Linked DNA regions of Mus musculus: all the other regions are linked to region 2. A link is a contact called in public Hi-C and HiChIP or PLAC-seq data. All regions are on one chromosome and are shown on one strand. The core of a region is the stretch at or near the end of the contact, and the rest is flanking DNA. Distances in the headings are between cores, read along the strand shown. Region 1 has its middle 46 kb from the start of Gm32797. Region 2 holds the start of Tmem108 (transmembrane protein 108). Region 3 overlaps Gm29154 (predicted gene 29154). Region 4 overlaps Gm29154 (predicted gene 29154). Region 5 overlaps Tmem108 (transmembrane protein 108). Region 6 overlaps Tmem108 (transmembrane protein 108). Region 7 overlaps Tmem108 (transmembrane protein 108).

Evidence for each region. Hi-C and Micro-C count contacts between places; a contact is called where the count stands out from the background. HiChIP or PLAC-seq counts read pairs in DNA pulled down with a chosen protein or histone mark.
Region 1: a contact with region 2 is called in a Hi-C map of the N1E-115 cell line, with 5 times the contacts expected there. The contact joins the enhancer-like site here to the promoter of Tmem108 in region 2. A contact is called at or near these places in 2 of 39 promoter capture datasets (hippocampal neurons and stem cell-derived epiblast-like cells), 5 of 484 Hi-C or Micro-C datasets (the N1E-115 cell line, cerebral cortex, embryonic stem cells and 2 more), 1 of 115 datasets of contacts at active chromatin or transcription factors (pro-B cells) and 2 of 9 other capture datasets (adipose tissue and liver).
Region 3: a Hi-C map of uterus shows a contact between it and region 2, with 3 times the contacts expected there. The contact joins the enhancer-like site here to the promoter of Tmem108 in region 2. A contact is called at or near these places in 3 of 39 promoter capture datasets (hippocampal neurons and liver), 6 of 484 Hi-C or Micro-C datasets (the N1E-115 cell line, cerebral cortex, cortical neurons and 3 more) and 1 of 115 datasets of contacts at active chromatin or transcription factors (astrocytes).
Region 4: a Hi-C map of the N1E-115 cell line shows a contact between it and region 2, with 5 times the contacts expected there. The contact joins the enhancer-like site here to the promoter of Tmem108 in region 2. A contact is called at or near these places in 2 of 39 promoter capture datasets (both in hippocampal neurons), 4 of 484 Hi-C or Micro-C datasets (the N1E-115 cell line, cerebral cortex, cortical neurons and 1 more) and 2 of 115 datasets of contacts at active chromatin or transcription factors (astrocytes and forebrain).
Region 5: an H3K27ac HiChIP or PLAC-seq map of heart atrium shows a contact between it and region 2, with 5 read pairs. The contact joins the enhancer-like site here to the promoter of Tmem108 in region 2. A contact is called at or near these places in 10 of 39 promoter capture datasets (the 3T3-L1 cell line, the C10 cell line, cranial neural crest and 5 more), 3 of 484 Hi-C or Micro-C datasets (the CH12 cell line, the HPC-5 cell line and cerebellar granule neurons), 10 of 115 datasets of contacts at active chromatin or transcription factors (craniofacial prominence, embryonic basal ganglia, embryonic forebrain and 5 more) and 3 of 9 other capture datasets (adipose tissue, liver and pancreatic islet).
Region 6: a contact with region 2 is called in an H3K4me3 HiChIP or PLAC-seq map of stem cell-derived neural progenitor cells, with 4 times the contacts expected there. The contact joins the enhancer-like site here to the promoter of Tmem108 in region 2. A contact is called at or near these places in 6 of 39 promoter capture datasets (cranial neural crest, frontonasal cranial neural crest, liver and 3 more), 1 of 484 Hi-C or Micro-C datasets (olfactory sensory neurons), 11 of 115 datasets of contacts at active chromatin or transcription factors (craniofacial prominence, embryonic basal ganglia, embryonic forebrain and 5 more) and 3 of 9 other capture datasets (adipose tissue, liver and pancreatic islet).
Region 7: an H3K4me3 HiChIP or PLAC-seq map of embryonic basal ganglia shows a contact between it and region 2, with 2.9 times the contacts expected there. The contact joins the enhancer-like site here to the promoter of Tmem108 in region 2. A contact is called at or near these places in 7 of 39 promoter capture datasets (the C10 cell line, cranial neural crest, hippocampal neurons and 3 more), 4 of 484 Hi-C or Micro-C datasets (the HL-1 cell line, the N1E-115 cell line and embryonic stem cells), 11 of 115 datasets of contacts at active chromatin or transcription factors (craniofacial prominence, embryonic basal ganglia, embryonic forebrain and 6 more) and 4 of 9 other capture datasets (adipose tissue, embryonic stem cells, liver and 1 more).

Annotation. Positions count from the first base shown.
Region 1 is chr9:103,897,134-103,900,038 of GRCm38.p6, reverse strand. No RefSeq gene overlaps it. Among named protein-coding and RNA genes, the nearest start is that of Gm32797, 46 kb to the left of the region's middle. Within about 2 kb of position 1,593, at least 16 of the 459 cell types and tissues checked have an H3K27ac peak or open chromatin away from gene starts, as enhancers often do. A contact at or near this core is called in the N1E-115 cell line, where this site is marked.
Region 2 is chr9:103,760,526-103,763,232 of GRCm38.p6, reverse strand. Tmem108 (transmembrane protein 108) reads left to right here and starts at 1,396. Exons shown (of 6, transcript NM_178638.4): 1 at 1,396-1,478.
Region 3 is chr9:103,919,287-103,922,222 of GRCm38.p6, reverse strand. It overlaps Gm29154 (predicted gene 29154), which reads left to right. Exons shown (of 7, transcript NR_168125.1): 7 at 2,347-2,831. Among named protein-coding and RNA genes, the nearest start is that of Gm32797, 24 kb to the left of the region's middle. Within about 2 kb of position 1,367, at least 2 of the 459 cell types and tissues checked have an H3K27ac peak or open chromatin away from gene starts, as enhancers often do. A contact at or near this core is called in uterus, where this site is marked.
Region 4 is chr9:103,940,101-103,943,023 of GRCm38.p6, reverse strand. All of the region lies in intron 3 of Gm29154 (predicted gene 29154), which reads left to right. Among named protein-coding and RNA genes, the nearest start is that of Gm32797, 3.4 kb to the left of the region's middle. Within about 2 kb of position 1,288, at least 11 of the 459 cell types and tissues checked have an H3K27ac peak or open chromatin away from gene starts, as enhancers often do. A contact at or near this core is called in the N1E-115 cell line and trophoblast stem cells, where this site is marked.
Region 5 is chr9:103,600,764-103,603,463 of GRCm38.p6, reverse strand. All of the region lies in intron 3 of Tmem108 (transmembrane protein 108), which reads left to right. It overlaps Gm32682 (a long non-coding RNA gene), which reads right to left. Exons shown (of 2, transcript XR_379792.2): 2 at 617-819. Among named protein-coding and RNA genes, the nearest start is that of Gm32682, 29 kb to the right of the region's middle. Within about 2 kb of position 1,408, at least 4 of the 459 cell types and tissues checked have an H3K27ac peak or open chromatin away from gene starts, as enhancers often do. A contact at or near this core is called in heart atrium, where this site is marked.
Region 6 is chr9:103,523,801-103,526,500 of GRCm38.p6, reverse strand. The region is part of intron 3 of Tmem108 (transmembrane protein 108); the gene reads left to right. All of the region lies in intron 1 of Gm32743 (a long non-coding RNA gene), which reads right to left. Among named protein-coding and RNA genes, the nearest start is that of Gm32743, 3.2 kb to the right of the region's middle. Within about 2 kb of position 1,285, at least 27 of the 459 cell types and tissues checked have an H3K27ac peak or open chromatin away from gene starts, as enhancers often do. A contact at or near this core is called in embryonic stem cells and stem cell-derived neural progenitor cells, where this site is marked.
Region 7 is chr9:103,583,622-103,586,321 of GRCm38.p6, reverse strand. The region is part of intron 3 of Tmem108 (transmembrane protein 108); the gene reads left to right. The region is part of intron 1 of Gm32682 (a long non-coding RNA gene); the gene reads right to left. Among named protein-coding and RNA genes, the nearest start is that of Gm32682, 12 kb to the right of the region's middle. Within about 2 kb of position 1,286, at least 18 of the 459 cell types and tissues checked have an H3K27ac peak or open chromatin away from gene starts, as enhancers often do. A contact at or near this core is called in embryonic basal ganglia, where this site is marked.

The DNA.
Region 1 (2,905 bases), core at 344-2,843, 140 kb before region 2:
TCCCACAAAAACATTGAAAAATTATAAGGAAATATTTGAGAATCACAAACATGGCTTGAGAATAATGATTAGCGTGCCTCAAATAATCTGCGCAGTAGAGAATGTGTTTAGAGGGGAGGCCATAACAGTCGTAAGTATTTCAAAGGTTCTCAGAAAAACATGGGTATTTGAGATGAATCTTGGATTGTATACGGGAGAAAAAGAGGGAGACATTTCCCCCCTTCTAGCCGAAGCACAGAGGAACATTTGGGAGCCGGAGTAAAAACCTGATAAAACTCAAAATGAAAGGTTGTGATTCAGTCTTGAGGCTCAGTTCGTTCTTGCTTGGAGTCAGTTAGTGGCCTTGGCAATTCTCCTAGGCTCCCAGGCAGTAACTTGGTGAATCACATTCTTATATGATAATATTGACAGTTCTAGATAAAAAGTTATCAGTGACCCATTAAGTAGATGTACTTTTTTATTGCCTGAGAGAATGCCTCCTATCATCATGGCCAGAACAGAGTCTCCTAACAGCAGCACCCTTCCTGGGAAGGGGATGGATCAATACAGTTGCCCAGAGCAACCATGATATAAGCTCTAGGCTTAACACAGAGATTGTGAGCTTTGGGAGGAAGCGTTTTCTCCTTATAAACCCAGAAGCCATTTGTCTCGTTGTTATTTGGGCTTAGTCATAATGACTCATGGGCTTTTTCTATAGCCTAGGAAGTCTCAGCTGTGACTGACATGTCACCCAGAAGCTGAGTTCAAAGAGGAATGAAAACATTATTCTCTCTTCGTGTTTACTATGGTTATAAAGAAAGAGTATCCAAGGTTTGTGAGCACCCCAATGAGGGCACTTCCAGCTTTTTTTTTTTTTCATAAAATCCAAGAGAGTAAACTGAGGGTCAGAAATGGTAGAAATGTTAGTAAGTTACAAAATTACATGGCCAGTCTCAAGGGAAAACCGAGTATGTCCATCATCTGTAGCCAGGCCACTCAGCTGTGCTATGGTAACTAACAAACACTGAGGACAAGACTGAAATCAACCTGTGACTGAATTTTAAAACCTAACACAGTGTCAGAGAAGTCAGATGCACATGAATCGCACAGCCCAATTTCTTTAAAGCTCAAAGATGAGTGAGTTTGATATATACCACGAAAAGTCTAGTGGTCACCCTCACTGGAGCTGTGGTCTGGAGGTCAAAAGCTGTGGGCTTTTGAGATTTTGTTCTTCTGGGTTTTGATTCCAGATGTTTGCACCAGTGAGCTGCTTGTAAGAATACAATGAGCTGGACGCATGTGACATGAGTACTCGTCTGTGTATTTAAAAAAGTAATTACATGGCCAGAGAGATGAGGCTTGGGGTCAGAAAGTAAGCCAAGAGTCATAGACTTCCACTATCAAAACCAAGGGCCCATGTTTTGAGGGAGACTGTGTGGCCAGGGAGTCCAGGGAAACGACCCATCACCATTCCACTGATTCCAGCCACACATGCCCCCAAGGTCAATTTCAGGCAGGGCTTTCCATATAGGAACTTAGACTGTGGCCCAGCTTTGGCGTCTGTGCATCTCTAGTCCCAACTGCTAGGTTCACTTTGAGCACAGTGTTTGGGGGAAGTGAGCATACATATTCACCTCCAACAGACACTTCAGTTGCCTAACCCAGGTTATGGAGACCAGCCCAGAGGAACGGGGCTGGCAGTGCCTCAGGGCCCGTCTCTCTCACAGGCTCTATCTTGGTTGATTCTCCTATTGTCACTACCTGAATCTCTTGCTAATTGTCAAACCAGGCTTGGCATTTTTCTTTTGTATTGGGTACCACCAGTCATGTGACTCATTGTGATACTCAGTGCTGCTTTGTGTTCCACGGGTCAACTTTGCAAGTTAAATACTGTAATCAAATCTATTTCAAGGAAGCCAGGGGGGCTGATATACAAGCAAATCCTATAAAGCAAAAAAGGATTAGTTTTGTATGAAGAATAATCCCCAAATTAATTTATTTTGCCAATTTTTTATCACCACCCATTGACTTTTCAAGAGCTCAGATATAAACCAGAATGAAGAATTCTGAAACATTAGAGCTTAAGGGCTAAGATGATATCCTAGAGATAATCTAATTCATCTTCATTTCACAGATGGAAGGGACAAAGCCTAGAACAGGGGAGGATTTGCAAGAGAAGGGAGATGCTGGTGGAGGTGGGAGCCGCTGAAATCAGACCAACATTGTATACTATCCTGGCAAGATCTCTAGAGCGTCTCTTCTGCCATCCAAGAAAAAGTCATCTTGCCAAGCCAAGGCATTCTGCTTTGCTTTGTATAGAATTATTTGCTGGAAAGAAGGCAGATAGAGAAATCGATTACATTTGTAGAAAATAATTACTTTAATGCAGCATCTGCCATATATGGTTCTTGCTTAGAAAGAGATGCCTGTCAAAACAGCTCAGTTTCAAAGGCGGTGTGTCAGCATCGGCCCCTGGCTGCTTCCCCTCAGTGTCAGCCACATACAGCTGCAGCCCAAAGCCCTAGCATGTGCCTAAGATGCGGGGCTTCCGTCTCTGCCTACCTGTTTGCCTTCAAACAGATTTAGATCTCTGTGTGCTGCTTTAGATCAATGCTATTTCTGGAGCCAGAGAAAATATTAAATGACATGAACTTTTAAAGTAACTAGTGTGGGTCCACAGTTCTGCTAGGTAATAGAGATACAGGAACACACCTAATCACAGTCTTTCTTTCCCCATCCCTCCTATCCCTCCTCCTCCTCTCTTCTAGTCTCTCCTTTCTTCTTATGGTGCTAGGGATTGAACCCATGATCTTCTGCATGCCAGGCAAGAAGTCTACCATTGACCCATGAGCCCAGCTCTTACACCTTCTCCCTGGTACACAATGCATATCTTGACTCAGGCAGCAGATCCAGGTTAAAAGAGGAG
Region 2 (2,707 bases), core at 147-2,646:
AAAGCTTAATATTGAAGGCTCTTGAGAGTTGGGCATGGTACAGCATGCCCAGCATCCCAGCACTTGGAACACTGAGAGAGGGTCATAAATTCCAGGCCAGCCTCAACTACATAGGGAGACAGTGTGTGTATGTATGTGTGTGTGTCTCTGTGTGTGTGTATGTGTGTGTATGTGCTCTTGAACTATCCTGAAACATTGTTGAATAATAAACTTGGCAATACTGGACAGCAAACCTGTTAGTTGTCTAGTCTAAAAAATGTCCATCTCAAGTTTGAGGATGCAGAGGCATTGGTTATCTGACTTAGCAACAAAGGATTATTTAGATAACTTTAAAAACCCTCAAGGGAAACTACGTTTCAAGCTCTGCATTTTATACCTAAATTGTCCAAAGCGTTAGTTACTTACATCTCCATCCTTTTAGAACAGTGGTTCTCAACCTTCCTCATGCTGCGACCCTTTAACATGGTTCCTCATATTGTGGTGACCCCCCCCCCCACCATAAAATTGTTTTCCTACTTTATAACTGTAATTTTGCTACTGATATGAGTTATAACATAAAAATATATGTAGCCATGGTCCTTAACGGGGTCGCGACAGATAGGCTAAGGACTGCTATTTTAAAACATTGTTTTAAAATTCAAACGTAAAGTCTTATTACAGGCTGTTGAGATTCTACAAGGCTGGAACCACTTGGATGGTTTCTCTCGTATCTGGTCAAGTCTCGCATAGTGATACTGAGCCACACGTGTGAGCACTTTAGCACGGAGTGTTCTCATTTGTCTCTACTCAGTCTGTTCCACATACACATAAAGTTGGCCCAGGTATACTCCATACCCTTTCCTCAGCTGCTGTTCAAACTCTAGGTCTCATCACTTCACCACACGTCTGAATGCTCTTCAACACTGAAGGGCAAGAAAGGTCGTGAAACTTACAAATAAACGGGGCAGGGGCTAGCCACATCATTTTTTGACAGTGCTCCTTAAAGCATGGCCTTGGACCAAGAGAAGGTTCATCACTACTTGGGGACTTGTAAGAAATGCAGATTCTCGAGCTTACACCCCAGACTTTAACTAGACTCCCAGGTGATTCTTATTTAAGCTAGGATCTAAGAAATAACTAGATGTAGGAATTGGCCAACTGGACGCCACTCATCCGCGGAAATAAGGGACTCAGCCCTTTGTGCCCGCCTCGCACCCGCTCTACTAGGTAGCAACCGAACCCCCGGGGACATCGGAGCCAGGCGCTTGCCGAGGGCAATTTGGTGATTGGCTTGTGAGGCCACGTGACCAGCGCTGGGCTGTCCACGCGACACGATTGGTTCTCGCGGACGCTGACGGACAGGGCCGGGGCGGGCCAGAGCCCGGTCGGAGGGGCGCCCGCGGGGGCCGGAGGGGCGAAGGCGCGAGTGCGCGTGCGCGAGCGCGAGCGGCGGGGCTTTCTCCGGAGCCGTCGGAGGGAGCCGGAGCGCTTCTCCCGAGGTGAGCGGAGTGGGGCGGTCCCTCTGATGCCGGGTCCCAGGGAGCGGCGGGGGATGGCTCTGGGTTCGCCTGCCCCGGGAGCCCTGCACTAGGGAGGATGCAGCCCAAGCATTCGCTAGTCTCCGAGCCTTGGTTTCCCTTTTCCCACCCTCTGATACATCTCGCCATCCTCCCCGCGGTCACCGCGGCTGTGCCCGAAGAGGCTTGCCCACCTGGTCGCCTCGCCTCGGCCTTTGTTTCCCGCCCCGGAGGGATGCTGCCACCGGTCCCCTCCCCAGGGGAAGGGCTCCTGAGGCGCTGCGAGGGCGCCACGGGCGCTGGACTGGGTCTGGGCAGAAGGTGGCTTCCATGCAGTGGGACCTGTCGCATAGGAGAACGAAAGGGTCGGGGAGAGGGTAGTGTCACTTTGGTTCGAGCCCTTGAGACCCGAACTAATCCGGTGACTGCGAGAGAAGCGGAATTCATAGCGCAGCTGATGATTCTTCTGCCTCGATGCGGGAGCGAGCATCGTGGGGGAACCGAGCCTGTGCTGCCTGGAAAAGGGTGCCCTGGGGAAGGCTACCCTGTCTGTCCGCTGGACCTCGAGCCTGCCCTCACCCCAGACTTCACCGAAATACAATGCTCGGAACCTACGGAGAGAATCCAGAGATGCGTTACAAACCTTAAATATTTTTCCCTTTAAAACAATTAGATAGAGCAGGTCACAAAAACCGGTTTCCAGAGACAGTGTAACTGGTGACTGGGAAATAGTGAGGGAATTTGCCTGCAGTGAACTGCAGACCAGACAGTGCACTGAGAGGCTTCTTCAAGAAGATAGAAGACGCGGGGTGGGGGTGGGTTCTGTGACTTTCTAGGTCTATTCAAGAGGGTACTTAGTTTCAGTCTGTCAGGAGGGCAAGCAACAGAGGGAGAGGGGAGGTAGGGTCTAAGATGCACTTTGTAAATCTTTGCTAAAGTGTATGGGTTTTTTTTATTATTTATTTAAAGACCATTTGACTGCCAAAGAGATGGGGTGTGGGGGGAGGAAATCTCCCTAGAATCCTTTAGAAGAGGGAGGGTGTGTCCAAGAGTTTAAAATGGTGCTTAAAAGGCAGGTTCTTGGGGAGTGTCCCCAAACACAGTAGCAATGACATGCGAGGCGTCTAAAAGACGTGAAACTTGAAAGATCCCATGAGTTTTCCGCGGGTTAACTAATCTGATGCACCTGGCTTTGTAAAAACTGGTTCAGC
Region 3 (2,936 bases), core at 118-2,617, 160 kb before region 2:
ATGTGTGATTCCCTTGTGATAGTTATATAAGCATCAAGTCCTCCTTGTAGCTGAAATCCAGGCCTATCAAAAAGTTCAGGCGACTGATGGCGATCAGATGCGTAGATGTCGGGTTGAGATTTCTCGGTGTGTTGAGAAGATTAAAGGATCAGTAAATTCCTTGCATTAAATGTTGACTCTGAAATGTCCCAAAGCCCCCCATTGGGTGGCTTTAACCCATTCTTCAATAATTTGACACTTTACAAAGATGGCAGCTGTCTGTATCTATTTAAATTCAAAGGCAAATTAACTAAAATTCAGTAAAATGTAAAAAAAGCAATACCTCAATCTTATTAATCCTATTTGCTACCACGTTGAATCAGACAGACATGGTACATCTTATTACAGAATGTTCTTCCAGTGTGGCCTCTCCCATCCCTGTGTAGCCTTTCATCACGGATCCAAACTCAACTCATTTTTAATACTGAAAATGTCACTGCATTCTAATTACTTCGCAGCCCAAACATAAACACCTTTTACCTTCTTTTTCAGGAAGCCTGAATTCTAAAGTGATGAGTCCTGTGTACATTTGACAACTCATTTTTATTTTTGTCTACGAGTGGCTGCCTGTAAGTGGTATGCCTCGTGGGATCGGACTCACAGATGGTTGTGAGTAACCATGTAGGTGCCGGGAACCAGATCCTGGCCCTCTGGAAGAGCAGTCAGTGCTTTTAACTACTACCGAGTCATCTTCCAGTCCCATTGTGCATCTTGCAATTTCATTTGGAGCTTTTATGTGGATGATCATGTTCCTATGAGGAGATGCCTCCTCCCTCCTTCCTTCTGATCCCAATGGGCAGGGGGTAGTGTGTGTGTGTGTGTGTGTGTGTGTGTGTGTGTGTGTGTGAGGCAGGGGTCAGTCTTAGCTCCTGAAGGAGAAGAATTCACACCAGAGGGCAGATAGACTTAGAGAGAAGTCGAGGTTTATTTTTAGCGGGCGAGAAAGCAAAAGTCAGGCACATCTTCTTGGGTGGGCAGACCGAGAGGAACCGCAGTTGCGCAGTACCGCCTTGAGCCACAGCTGCGCAGTGCGGCCCCTGGTATCCGTACTTTCAAATCTTGAGCTATCATTTCTCCATCTTTGGGGTGGTTTCCTTCTTGGATTATCAGAAGACTTCCTAGAAACTTACCCTTAATTCACTCAATTGAGTAACATACAATTAGATGCATCAGAGACAGGGATCTGTAGAAAGCTGTGACTACTCATAAATTTGAGAAGTTTGCTAGGGTAAAGGGAAGCGATGCGTTGATTGTGCTGGGGTTGGGGGAGGAGATTTCACAGGGGCTGGCTAGAGCCTGCTGAGAATAACTTTATTTCCCCCAGAATTCCATCTTTTCTTTGATGTGGTCAGCTGGGCCCCATCACTCCCCTTCCCTCACGTTTCCGACTCACTCTCTCACACTTAACAACTAGAATCCAGAAGAGCAGTTTTTAACGTGTGACGACCCAGCAAAGCCCTACTTTTCTGTTTCCCATAGCTTTGACACCGCCTTTTCACAGCCAGCCTTTCTATACAAGGAGCTGTTGGGGACTGTCACTTCTGATGGTGTGAGCTCCTTTGGTGAAGAAGGCTGGCATTGGAATGCGAGTGTCTAAGCCTGGCTGGCTTCTTGCTTGTTTTTTTTTTTCCCCCCTTCTGGAACCTCAGGAATCAGGTCCCAGGAGGCAGCACCAGGAGCATCGAACCTCAGAAAGGATGAGGCAAGTGTAAGATCACAGGTGTGCTGCTCAGCCGCTCATGACCACAGTCCCTCCGTGTTAATTAGTGGGCTTTTCTTATCTCCACAACTGTATTTTAATTGCCTGTGAGGCAGGCTTGCCTCCTAGATGGAGGGTTCACACATCCCTGCAGAGGCCCAACCAGGATTTATTGTTGCTGCTTATGCCGAACTTGGTTCCTGTGGCTGCCATTTTAACTCAGCAGGGAAGAGCCCTGTAGGTAAGAACAATGCAGTAGTCAGGCGTTGGATCAGCTGCAGATACATTTTTCTGCAGAGAACCTTTTAAAATGTGTCAATACTCTCCTGGAATTGAACAGTCCTAATGGCTAACTGTGATGATATTCTTACATTGTACCAGGCACTAAGCTAAGATTTTTACATAGCTCTTTACTTTCCTCCCTTGATGAGAATGTTCTAGTTATTGGCTTTGGACTCAGAGAAATTAAGTAACCTAATACAAGCCACACAGCAAGTAAGACACTGGTCTGAGTTTTGAACTTGGGTGGACTGGTTCCAGAGTGTCTTCTGTGTGTCAAACAGTTCTTTTAAACGAACATCATGATGTTCTATTTCTCTTTTTCACAGCCTTGCGTGGATGAAACAGTCCCAACGAACACTTTAAAAAGACAAATGTTCCCGACAGCACTGGTTGAATTCAAAACTCGGCAGATCCATGTTCTTATCCTTAGACAAGAGAGGGGCCATAACAAGATGGAATGACGGAACAGACGTGAGAGATGATGGTACAGTGACTCGGGTAACCCCAGAAAAGGGACAGCTCTTCTACAGCTCAGTGGGGACAGGGACAAAAAGAAACAATTTCATTTCAGTCCACCCAGAGGGTCTGCACTTCTCGGAGCCAGAAGGTGGAGAAGAGTAGGGATGGAGGAAGTTCGAAGTTTTAGGAGTCTGCTCTTGGGTCCCTAGGCATGAGGACAAGCTTTTCCTGTACTCAATGCTCATCTCTCAGTTGTGCCCACATTGGTACACATTACTTGCTTTCAACTGCTGCTGCTGCTGTTTCCTAATTCAATAAAGATATGGCTGGCTCAGCAGAGAGCTGTCATCCATCCCTGTGTGTGTTGAACCTTCAAGGCAGAACCCAGTTTCTGTGTCACATCTTCATCTCAGGCTCAACCATTTGGGCTGGAGGTGCAGGGCAGACCAAAGATGAG
Region 4 (2,923 bases), core at 39-2,538, 180 kb before region 2:
ACAAATGCGATCTCTCTCTCTCTCTCTCTCTCTCTCTCTCTCTCTCTCTCTCTCTCTCATACACACACACACACACACACACACACACACACACACAGATTTCAAGAATCTGTATGTGTGTAGGAAGCATACATTAGCCTTATCAATACAACCAGCCATTTCATGTAATAGCTCCCCAGTGATCAAGCACCCATGTTTTTTCCTGCCTTTCCCCTTTCATGTGTGTGTCCGTATTTAAACCCTAGTCCTTATCTACTTTTCTAAAGAGGTTGTCACTGTTTCGGGCAAGCCATTCCCATACACACAGCTGTTTCTCAGGCAGCTAGACTACATATGTCTGCCCCGCCCTCTTAATAAATATAACATAGGGTATATTTATATCTCCTACATTCAGAGTGGGTCTTCTGTCCTTAGGTATCTTTAGGGACGCACTCTCTCGGACATGCCCAGAGGTGCATCTCTGGTGGGGATTCTCAACCCAGACAATTCGCTTCAGCATTAACGAATTCCAGGGCTCGCCTTAGAGTCAGAGCTCTGGGAGGGTCAGTGAGGTGCTTTTCTAGATTAATTTAACTGAGAGGAGAAGATTACTCTCAACTGGGGTAGTGCCATTCCGTGGGCCCATGGGTCCTTTACTGCATAAAAAGTTGAATACCAGCATTTATCCCTCCCTGCCTCTTGACTGTGGGTATGATGTCACCAGCTGCTTTAAGTTCACCATGCCCTCCCACTTCCATAAAATGGGGCCTTGAGCCATGAGCCCAAACAAAACTTTCTTCCATTAAGTTGCTTCTCCTCGGGTTTTTGTCACAGCAACAAGGTGAGTAACTGTTAGATCCTCTTTGTGGCTGTGTCACGCTCTCCTTCCTTACTCTTCCTTGCTGTCTTTTATTTTAATTTTAAAGACTACATTTATTTGTGTGTGTGCACGCATGCGCAGCATGTGTGCACACACCACACACACACATCTGAGCCGCGCGTGTGCGCGCACACACACACAGGTTAGATGACAACTTTTAGGAGTTGGTTTTTGCTCCTTAGGATGGAACTCAGGTCATCAGACACGGAGGCAGTGCCTTTACCTGCTGAGCCATCTGTCTCATGGGTGCTGTTGCGGAGGAGTTCGTTATCCTTGGTAGTGCCTTCGCTCTCCTTCCTTCTTTTTCACTCACCCTGTCCACGCTGCCATCCACAGTATTTCCAGTTGCAACTGCTCTCTATTACCCATCTATCCCTACCGTCCTGACAGTGCTTCCGTAGGCTGTTCAGTAGCTGATGTATTCGTAGTGTTCCGCTCCTCTAAGAGTTCTTCCTTACGTCACAGCCCATAGGGAAGGCGTACACGCCCCACAGAAGCTGCAAGCACAGATCTTATCTGTGAACTTGTGAAGACATTGCTAAATGGCTATGGCATCCTTTTCCACCAAGGCGCCTCAGGATATTACTCATTTGCCGTGAGTAACTGCTCCAGGCTGGATGACTAGTCAATTCGACAGAACCCAATTCCTTCTCTAGCTAATTCCGTGGCCTTGCTCATAATTACAGCTTAATCCTTTGCTCATTTGCAGGGACTTTCACGCATAGATTGCTGAAGTGTTTTCCACCAAGGGCCGCTTTTCATTCAGGAGAGGCTGTGAAGGCAGAGACTAGGGGGCTGTGGTGCTCTGCCCTTACAGCGGAGAGACAGACAACGTAGCACAGAGCTGCTAGGGTAACCAATGTGCTCTTGCCTAAGGGGCCAGGTTGTCACACCCATTTTATTTTCCTCTCAGGGGTCCCTCTGGGAGACCTTGTTATTTCTGTGGTTCAGAATTGCAGATGGGTAAAAGGCTGTAGCAACTGCGCGGAATGGCCATGCTCTGGAGTCTCTCGGGTCAAGACGAGGATGTGTTCACATGTCACAGCCCATTTCGTTACTGTGGCGGACTTCTCAGCAGGCATGACTGAAATCTCTCCCCTGGGAATAGCAGGTGTCTCCAACAAATAGCCGCATCAAAGTCACAGAGATCTAAGTCTTATGTTCCAAAGTCCATTTGGGAAGCCACAGAGACGCCAAAGCGTCTCTGAACACAAGATCAGTGTCACCTGTTAATCTATCTGCTAATTTTCTTAGGTTGTACTGTCCAGTGCAGTTGCCATCCGTCCTGTGAAGCTACGTCAACATGAAACTAAATTAAATTAAAATGAAATGAAATTAAAAATTTAGTTCTTCAGTCATGTTAGCCACATTTCAAGTGTTCTATCTACACTGGCTATGTGTCTGGCCGAGTGGCTCCCATGTCATATGTGGAACACTGCAGTAGGCCTGTGTCTGAGCCAAGGTGCTCTGGGCAGTGTCTGTTGTGTGTTTGGAACCCAAACTGCAGAGACATCCAAATACACACGGTGGCTGAGTGGTACAGAGAGAGGCACATTGGGTTGGTTGCTGTTGGATTTTAAATTAATTTCCGGTCATTTTGTCAACCATTTGGCAACATTCAGTTCTGTGACCCTCACCTGGTCATTGTGGCCTACACGTTTAGAGGCTATGATTCATATCATACAACTTTTATGTTGCTCTCAGCCAAATAAATGCTTTTCTCCTTAAGGCTCTTTGTTTAATGTGTCCTCTGAGGAGAGCATCAGGGGACTGTTTATGTGTTGTAGTCAGAGGCTGGTGTGGTAAGCAAGAGTGTGCTGTTTATTTTCTGTTGTTTCTGTAGCTAGTATCTTCCACGATCCACGTGAACTCTCTTTTGCATGCGTTTGCATGGTCGGGTGATTTGCAGTTGCCTCAATATGAAAGAGGTAGAGAACTCAGTCATTCAAGAGAGGCACCATTGGGGAATGACGTAAGGCTTCTAACTGCTCTGTGACATTTTTATTCCTACTTCTTCTCTGGCCTTAAATAAGAGCTTGTGTGCACCAAAAATAGACCACCCAG
Region 5 (2,700 bases), core at 159-2,658, 160 kb after region 2:
CTTCCCTGTGAGACCAACGTTTCTCTAGGATCTCTAGGATGCATCTCATCTAGGAGACGAGACTCTTTTTGGTTGGTGGTGTTGGGGATTGAACACAGGAACTTGCACACGCCAGGCAAGTGTCTTCCTCGGAGCTATACACTTATCTATTAGTCATGATTTTCTTTATTATTATTTGTAGGGCTGGGGGTTGAACCAAAGGCCTTGCATGTGGCAGGCAGGTATTTGGAATCATCACCAATCTTAGAATCCAAATTTCTCCCCAGTCAACCGAAACTTTATAAGGTTCTAGAGCCAGTGAGATGGTAAAGGTGTTTGCTGCCAAGCTTGACGACCTGAGTTCTGTTCCTGGGACATGTATGGTAGGAGAGAACACACTCTCAGAAGTCCTCTAACCTCCGTGTGTATAACAGGCTTACACACGCACACACACGCACACACACACACGCACACGCACACGCACACAGGCACACACACACGCACACGCACACGCACACAGGCACACACACACACACGCACACACACACACACGCGCACACACACACACACACACGCACACACGTGCACACACACACGCACACGCACACACACACAATAAATGTGATAAAATTTTAAATCATGAGCTATGAAAACTAGAAAGTCGTTTATAGATTTCTAAGGCAAGTCATGGTTACCTATAAAGGAAGAAGGAAATAAATAGCCATACAGATGTTCTCATGAGGAAGGAGTGATGGGCACACATGCTTATGTATTCAATGAGGAGAAGATAGCTGCGAAGCTCCGTGACACTGAGTCGGATGGCTGTCAGGTCATTTGCTTCTGCAAAAGCAAAGGACAGAAGAAAGGAGAGTGTTAGGAGATGATGTTGTTAAATCTCAACAGACATTAGTGGCCAGCGTGGGGCCCTTTTCTTTCATCTTCTGGAAGGAGCTTTATTCTGTAGCTTAGATGGAACTCATATGCGCTCACAGCCGAAAGGAAGACCCTCTAGTAAAGGCTACTCCATTTAGCAATTAAAGATACCGTGTCCATCCTGATAAGAGTGGCTATGTCCCCAGCCTGACTGATGTGAGGGAGGAAGTTTAAGTGCCTCGGTGGCAAAGTGCATGCTGGGAGTTCTGTCGTCCCACACCTGGCTGGTGCTCAGTCATACTGGCTTTCTTTCCTTTAACTAGCACTTTATCCTGTGCTCTGCGTGGCGCTTTTGGAGCCAGTCATTCATCCAGCCTGGCATTTCTGTCCCCCGCTGTTGAGACTCTAGCCCCACAATCCACCATGCTACCATCTAGTCTCTCTGTCACATTTCCCTCAAGTTCTCTATGACACGCAGTTATCTGATGCCTCTCTTGACTGCATCTGCTTATCACTCACATGTCCCTCTGGACTGTCAGCTAAAAGTTAGCACATGCTATTTTCAGCCTACAAGAATGCCTGGTACTTGAGTGTCCCCTCTACCCCTCTCCTGGGACAGTGGCATTAGTAGTGAGATGAACTAGACAGAGGAGCAGTGAGCAGGCTATTGGATGGTCAGAGAGACCCACAGTCATGATCATATCACATGTATTCACAGACATTCAACATGAGCCACATGGCTCATTTAAATTTTTTTCCAGTAGCTAAATTTGAAAACATAAATAAATGAAAAGAAATGAGTAGAGCCAATTCAGATAGCACATTCTGTTTACTATGATGTGCTATGTCCCCATGTGGGTCCCAGAACTACAGCAACAAGGAAAAGAAGAGTAGGTGGACATATGGACAGACACACAAAAAGGGATCGGGTCTGATGGAGAAGCCATAGCACCCAGGAAGCTCAGTGTGTTTGTTACATGTAGGTGAATGGGAAGTAGAGTTATTGTTTACAGCTGAAGGGAGCTGGGTTGCATACAGATAACTAAGAGGATGGGGTTATTATATACGGCTGAAGAAGGTTTAGCTAATCTTGGTAGAGACACTCTTTATAGGGGAGGAGTCTTCGGGCCTTAAACATCTAGGAGGAAAAAGTGAGAAAGGTATTGTGGACATTTTGTGCACATACTGTCAGCTCTAGAACCACAGTAAGCCATCGTAGTCCCTCTGAGCTTCCCCTGGGAAAGGCTTTGCCACACCTACAAGGTTGAGATGTTGGGCTCCTCAACAATGTCGTGTTTACAGCCAACAATGCACATTCACCCTGGACTTCATCCATTCTCTACACCAGAGTATCCAAAATATTATTTCTGTATGGGATCAGTACTAAAAAATGGCTAGTAATATTGCTACACTCATGCACACACACACACACACACACACACACACACACATACGCAAATAGCAGTCCTTTGGAATTTCATGGACAGTTTACATTTACAGCATACATCAATTTAAATACTAAATCTTTGTCAGAAGTATTTGGCATTTAGATGTCATAAAAGTGGTAGTTGCCAGGGGGCGCTGCTGAGGAGATAGCTCAGATAGTAAAATGCTTTGCCACTCAAGCTCAAGGACATGAAACTCTCCCAGCATCCATAGGGAATAAAAGCCAGGCATGGCGACCCATATTATAATCCCAGAGTTGGCAATGTAAAGACAGGAAGATCCTCTGGGCTTACTACCTGGCCAATCTAGATAATCAGTGAGCTCCAAGTTCAGTGAGAAAACCCTGCCTCCAAAAACAAGGTAGAGAGTGATAGAAGATGCTCAGCATTAACCCCTGGCCTC
Region 6 (2,700 bases), core at 36-2,535, 240 kb after region 2:
TGGTTACGTTTCTCCTTGCTACTGCAGAATACATAGCAGAATAAGCTAAGGAAGACATGGTTGACTCAGTGCCATCCATCATCGTGGAAAGTTGTAGCAGTGGGATCATTAGGCAGCTGGTGACGTTAGACCCCATCAGGGACAGAGAACGATGAATGCTGATAGTCAACCCACTTCTTCCTTTCCCATCTGCCCAGGGTGCAACCCCACAGTCAGAGTGGGTCTTCCCATTCACTTAGCTCGGTCTCAGAACTCCCTCACACACATGCAAGGTCTGTCAGAGGTTTGTCTACTAGATGACTCTAGATCCTGTCACGTTTACAACATAATCATCACAGACTTTAATCAAACATAGAGCAGCTATGCAATCTGAGCCAACCCTGTCACCTCGTGCTTTCCGGGCTGACAGAGGAAGCTTGGGGCGTGAGATCTGAATTGGGAGAGAGATGGGGAGAGTGTGGAGACTCATTCATTAAACTTGCAGACAGAGAGGCAAGTTAGGAGCTGGGCAAGAGCCTTCCTCAGCCTCTTTCTTCAGTCACTCCTTTTCAGAGAAAGAAAACAGGGCTGTGATTGTCTAATCAGAGAGCCTGCTTGCCCAAACTTCCCTTCACACGGAGGCGCTGGCTCTCTCCTGACATTCGGGAAGCATCAGTGCGCTAGCTATGTCCTTAGGTAAGGTTGCTTAGCAATGAGACCACTCGATCCTGCCCACTGTATTTGCCTTTTTCTGCTTTTGTTGACCTTTGGTCTCTTTCCTCAGGGAAATCTCGATCTTGATGTTTTTGTCACAAGACCTACTATTTAGTTGCCCCTTTTGATGGACATCACCCTGCAGTATTTTGGAAACCATGTGGGAGGTGAGGGGAAAGGCATACATCCATGTCTACAGTAAAAACATGGCGGCTACCATACAGACCATATGCCAGTGAAACTCGGCCAGTAGGATGCCCAGATGTGTACAGCTAGGGCCTCACACTGATGTGTAGCTCTGTCACACGTGGTCAGATATCTGAAAGACTCCAGCTGTGTTTCAGGGGCACAGTAGAGTAAGCCAGCATCCGGAGGGTCACACAGCTCAGCCCCACCTCTAGCTGTGCCCGGACTCTCATCTAGTACAGTAAGCTGAATGGAGCAGAAGCATGAAGGCCTGTATGTGTGTTTGTTCGAGTCTAGCCGTGCCTCTGGGAGCCAGTATGAGAGAGAATGAACAGAGGCTGGGGCCAGAAGGGCCAGGCACAGAACATTAGCCTCCGACCTGGAATTGACCTCTGAAACCCCTGACTTAGAGATGAAGCTCTGTGGATAGCATGGTGCCGCCCCTCTGGCACGCCCTCCCTAGACCCCTCCCCCACACCTTGCCAAGCAAATCCTGGCACGATCCCAGCTCAGAGAGTGGCTTAAGAAGCCAGGCAGCCTCCCCGGCTGGTGGCAGGAGCCTGTCAGATTTTACTTTAAATGTCATAGAATCTTTTTTTTTTTTTTTAAACAGAGATATAAATTTCTAATTTGGCTTTTTCCTTTACATGTTCATTCGGCATATGTGCTAAGCACATGCTTTTCAAAAACTAGTTATGGTTTAGTTTTGATTTTCTTACTTCAAAATGATCAGCACCTCACACTCCTGATGAATAATTCATTATGCAAACCAAGATCCTTCTTGGGCTCATGGGAAGGGAGGAGGCAGGCGCTCTGCTCTCCTGCTTTGTGTGTGAGCGCCTGCAGGAACCCAGTGGTCAGAGCTGCTCACTCCAGGACACAGCCATGGCCGGAAGGGTCTGGATGTCACCCTGGAGTGTTCAGGGATGGCCGTGTTAAAGTGATGCTGCTGTTTATTTAAAGGCTTTGGTTTTGTCTCCCCTTAAACCCCTAAAGTTCAAAATTAGGACCTTGTTAATTAAAGACATATGTTCATCCCAGTTCGTGTTGCTACGTAAGTTTAATGTCTCTGAAGCCCAGGCTGCCTGTTGTGGTCCCTCTGGGCCAGACCACACTTGTGACTTAGTGTGAGTACATACCAATAGTAACTATTGGTATCTTTCCAGTGCTTCAATTGAGGAACTATGTTTAATGGTGTGAAGGTGTGTGTGCTTGAGTGAGAAAGAGAGAGAGCGAGCATGACTAGAAGCCAACATCTAGTGTCTTCCTCTATTGCTTTCCCTGTCTCCATCTTCCCAGCTCTGGGATTACAGGCATGCCTCCTGCACACTCCAGATCCAAAGTGTGTGGACGTTAGGGATCCACAGAGGGCACTGGGCAGACTGAGCCATCTCCTCTGCTCTTGTGTCTGAAGTCTGCACAAAGACCTGTGACTCAGCACAGTGTGTGTTCCAAGGGACTTGGAGCAGAGGGGCTTCAAGCAGAGTGGCAGGACGGGAGTGTGAGGTTTTGAGGAGAAAATGCTCAAAAAAAAAAGCATTCTTTCCACTCCGTATTTCAGAGGAACCACCAAGTTCCATGTGATGGCAGAGGAGAGAAGACACTGTCAAAACAGCTGAGCAGGGGCTGTCTTCTGTTCCTAAGATGCTTGGGAGAGGATTGGCAGTTACCCGCCATGCGCTATAACAGGAGGGGAGGGGGGGTGATGAAACTGTCTAGACAAGCCAAAAGGAGCTCTTTCATAAATGGAGAATAATGCTTGTAAGTGTAAGAAAGCATTGTGTCATATTTAATCAGCAGGAATTTTCCCCTCTCTTGCTG
Region 7 (2,700 bases), core at 37-2,536, 180 kb after region 2:
TAGGGAAGTCAGAACAAAGGGGCAGTGAGAAATCATAAGGAGAAATGGGATCTCTCTCTCTCTCTCTCTGACTATGGAAACTGTTTCATTCGTTCATTTACTCATCAAATCTGTACTAGTTTCTGGATCTCTATGGACATTGGTCCTGTCTCTAACAGATGCAGTGGCCCTTTAATAAGCCCTTTCTGTGTGGCTTGCACAGGAATAATCCAGACCGTTTTCCTACTGTGTTCCAGAATACACGGTAGACACCGCCTCTCTTTGCACATCTACTCCTGAGACTTGCTAGTATTGAGTGGCAGACTATTCCTGACTTCTGGGCATGTGTAGGCACTCTAGTCTTCCCTTTCCCGCGATCCAGGCTGCATCAACTAATCATTGCATATTGTCATTTTAAGAAAGAGTTAATTCCAATCAATGCTGATAGAGGATGGATGCCACAAATCAAGACACCACAGCAGCTTTCTTCAAGTGTCCTTCCAGACCCTTTTCTGTATCATAGCAGGTTTCCCATGGTGTCACAGCACCTGCTCCAGGCAGCCACATGCTCTACCAGCCTAGGTAGATACCTTAGAGCAGCTCAGTGCAGAAGCCAGCTTGGAAAAGCTTGACTTTACGGCTCGGATCCTGGCATGTCTGTGTTATGTTCCAGCCCTGCCTCAGATCCTACCCTGATCATCCATGGCATTAGAGTTTTTACATATCAAAGGCCAAGTTCTACAAATAGATGTCCTCTTCTTATTAGGTACTCCTCACCTCTCACATCTGAGTAACTAAAAAATCCTCTTCACTCCTCACCTCTCACATCTGAGTAACTAAAAAATCCCATCCAGGTTACTCTCCAGCCTTTATTCAATGTAGCCTCACATCCTCATTGTGGAATTCTGCTGCTGGTACCTTATGAGCTAAATGAGCAAGTGTTGTATCTATGGGCCTAATCCTCCCCCCCCCCACTCCTGCCCATATTTTTTTTCAAATGTCTTAAAATACTCACTTTTAATCTCAGACTTAATACAGTCTCGGTGGCCTTGGTGGAGCTCAGTTTCAGCATATTGCATCTGTTCTATATGCTGTCATGTTTTATTTAAGGGAAATTGTTATAAAGTGGGGTATGCACAAGCTTTGTAATTACTGTGGAGGGTGCCCTCCAGGCAGATTCTTCTTCCTGAACTGCATCCTTCTCATGATCTCCTCCCACTTTCATTTACAGAGCATCTGTGTACCAAGCATCACCATAGTAACAGAAAGATTGTTCAGACAAAAATGGGAGACAGACAGCACTGAGCTTGCAGCTTTACTGGTGAGCCCACCAATCAAGACACAGAATGTGAGGGAAGCGGGGAGTCCTGTCCGTAGTGTATCGGATGTCTATACTGATGACAGTAGTTATAGTATGAGTAGCTACCTGCCTGAGAAGTCGGGCTGGTACTTAGTAAGCCCCCACTGTGTGCCAGATCCTACTGGGTGCCAGGAATGCAGACAGAAGATTACAGTTGCCGCCTTCAAATAATTTGTGTTCTAGGATTTGTACCTTTTTGTGCAGAAAAGGTTATTCTGAAAAGAAAAAAAGAGTGACATAATTTTCAAATAGAATCCTCTTCTATCTGACATCTCTTTTGAGAGAATGTACTCTCAGGTTTTGAGAATAATGTGAAGTTTCTTCCTGAATACCATGCGGTGGGACAAAATGGTGAAATAAGCAGGGTTCAGGGGGTAGAGAGTTCTCTGCTGATGGAGGGTACAAGCAATGGTTTCTAACAAATTGTATACCAGTTGCTTTGTCCACCTGGGAAGATCCTGACCTGCTGGGGTTGCCCAGCTAAAGGAGCGAGCATAGGAGTTCCAAGTCCTGGGTAGCCCGTGATAAAGCTGGATGTGCTCAGGGCTTCTTGGAAGAGATCACCATGAAACTACAGTGGTAAATTAAAGGGAAGGAATCAGAGTGATGGGTAAGGAACTCACTCCTTCCATTTTCTCCACTAAGCAAGTAATGAGCAAGGAGCTTTCATGTCATGGGATACAAAGTTACTGCTTAAGTATGTGCCATAGGATACAAAGTTACTGCTTAACTATGTAACAATGTGCCATAAGATACAAAGTTACTGCTTAAATGTGTGTCATAGGATACAAAGTTACTGCTTAAATATGCTCCACTGTTAGCTCTGCTTGGAGCTCTTTGTTTTTATCCTATGCTAATTACAGCAAGAGCAGGGTGAGTCGCTCCAGGACTTGGAGAATCTGGACTTGTAAGTTTAACAACAAAATTGATTCTCCCTGTCTGTAAGCACCGCCTTCTTGCTCCTTGACCACTGGATAGGCAAAAGGAAGCATTCAGAAGTAAGGAACGGCCAGTCTGATGGTGCTAGAGTCTAAAGGGTTGGATTGGTTTTTAATTTGTCATTCCTCCCAGCCCCAAGAAAGGTGAGATTTTAAATAATCAAGTAGTCCAGAATTCTCAGTAGAAGAATGGGGATAAAATCAATACCACCCACACCAGGAATTAAGTCTTCAAACAACACTGAGCACAGTTAGAGGGAAGTCAGTCTGTCCTGCTGTCTGTCTCTAGATCACACACAGCACCTGCCAGAGTGTGTGTGATGGGAGATCCGCTGCAGAAGGCATATCCAATTTATTCTTTTCTTCCTTGCCTCTCTCAGGTCTAAGACAAAACTATTTTGGAGCTGTTATTTGTTTTGTCCA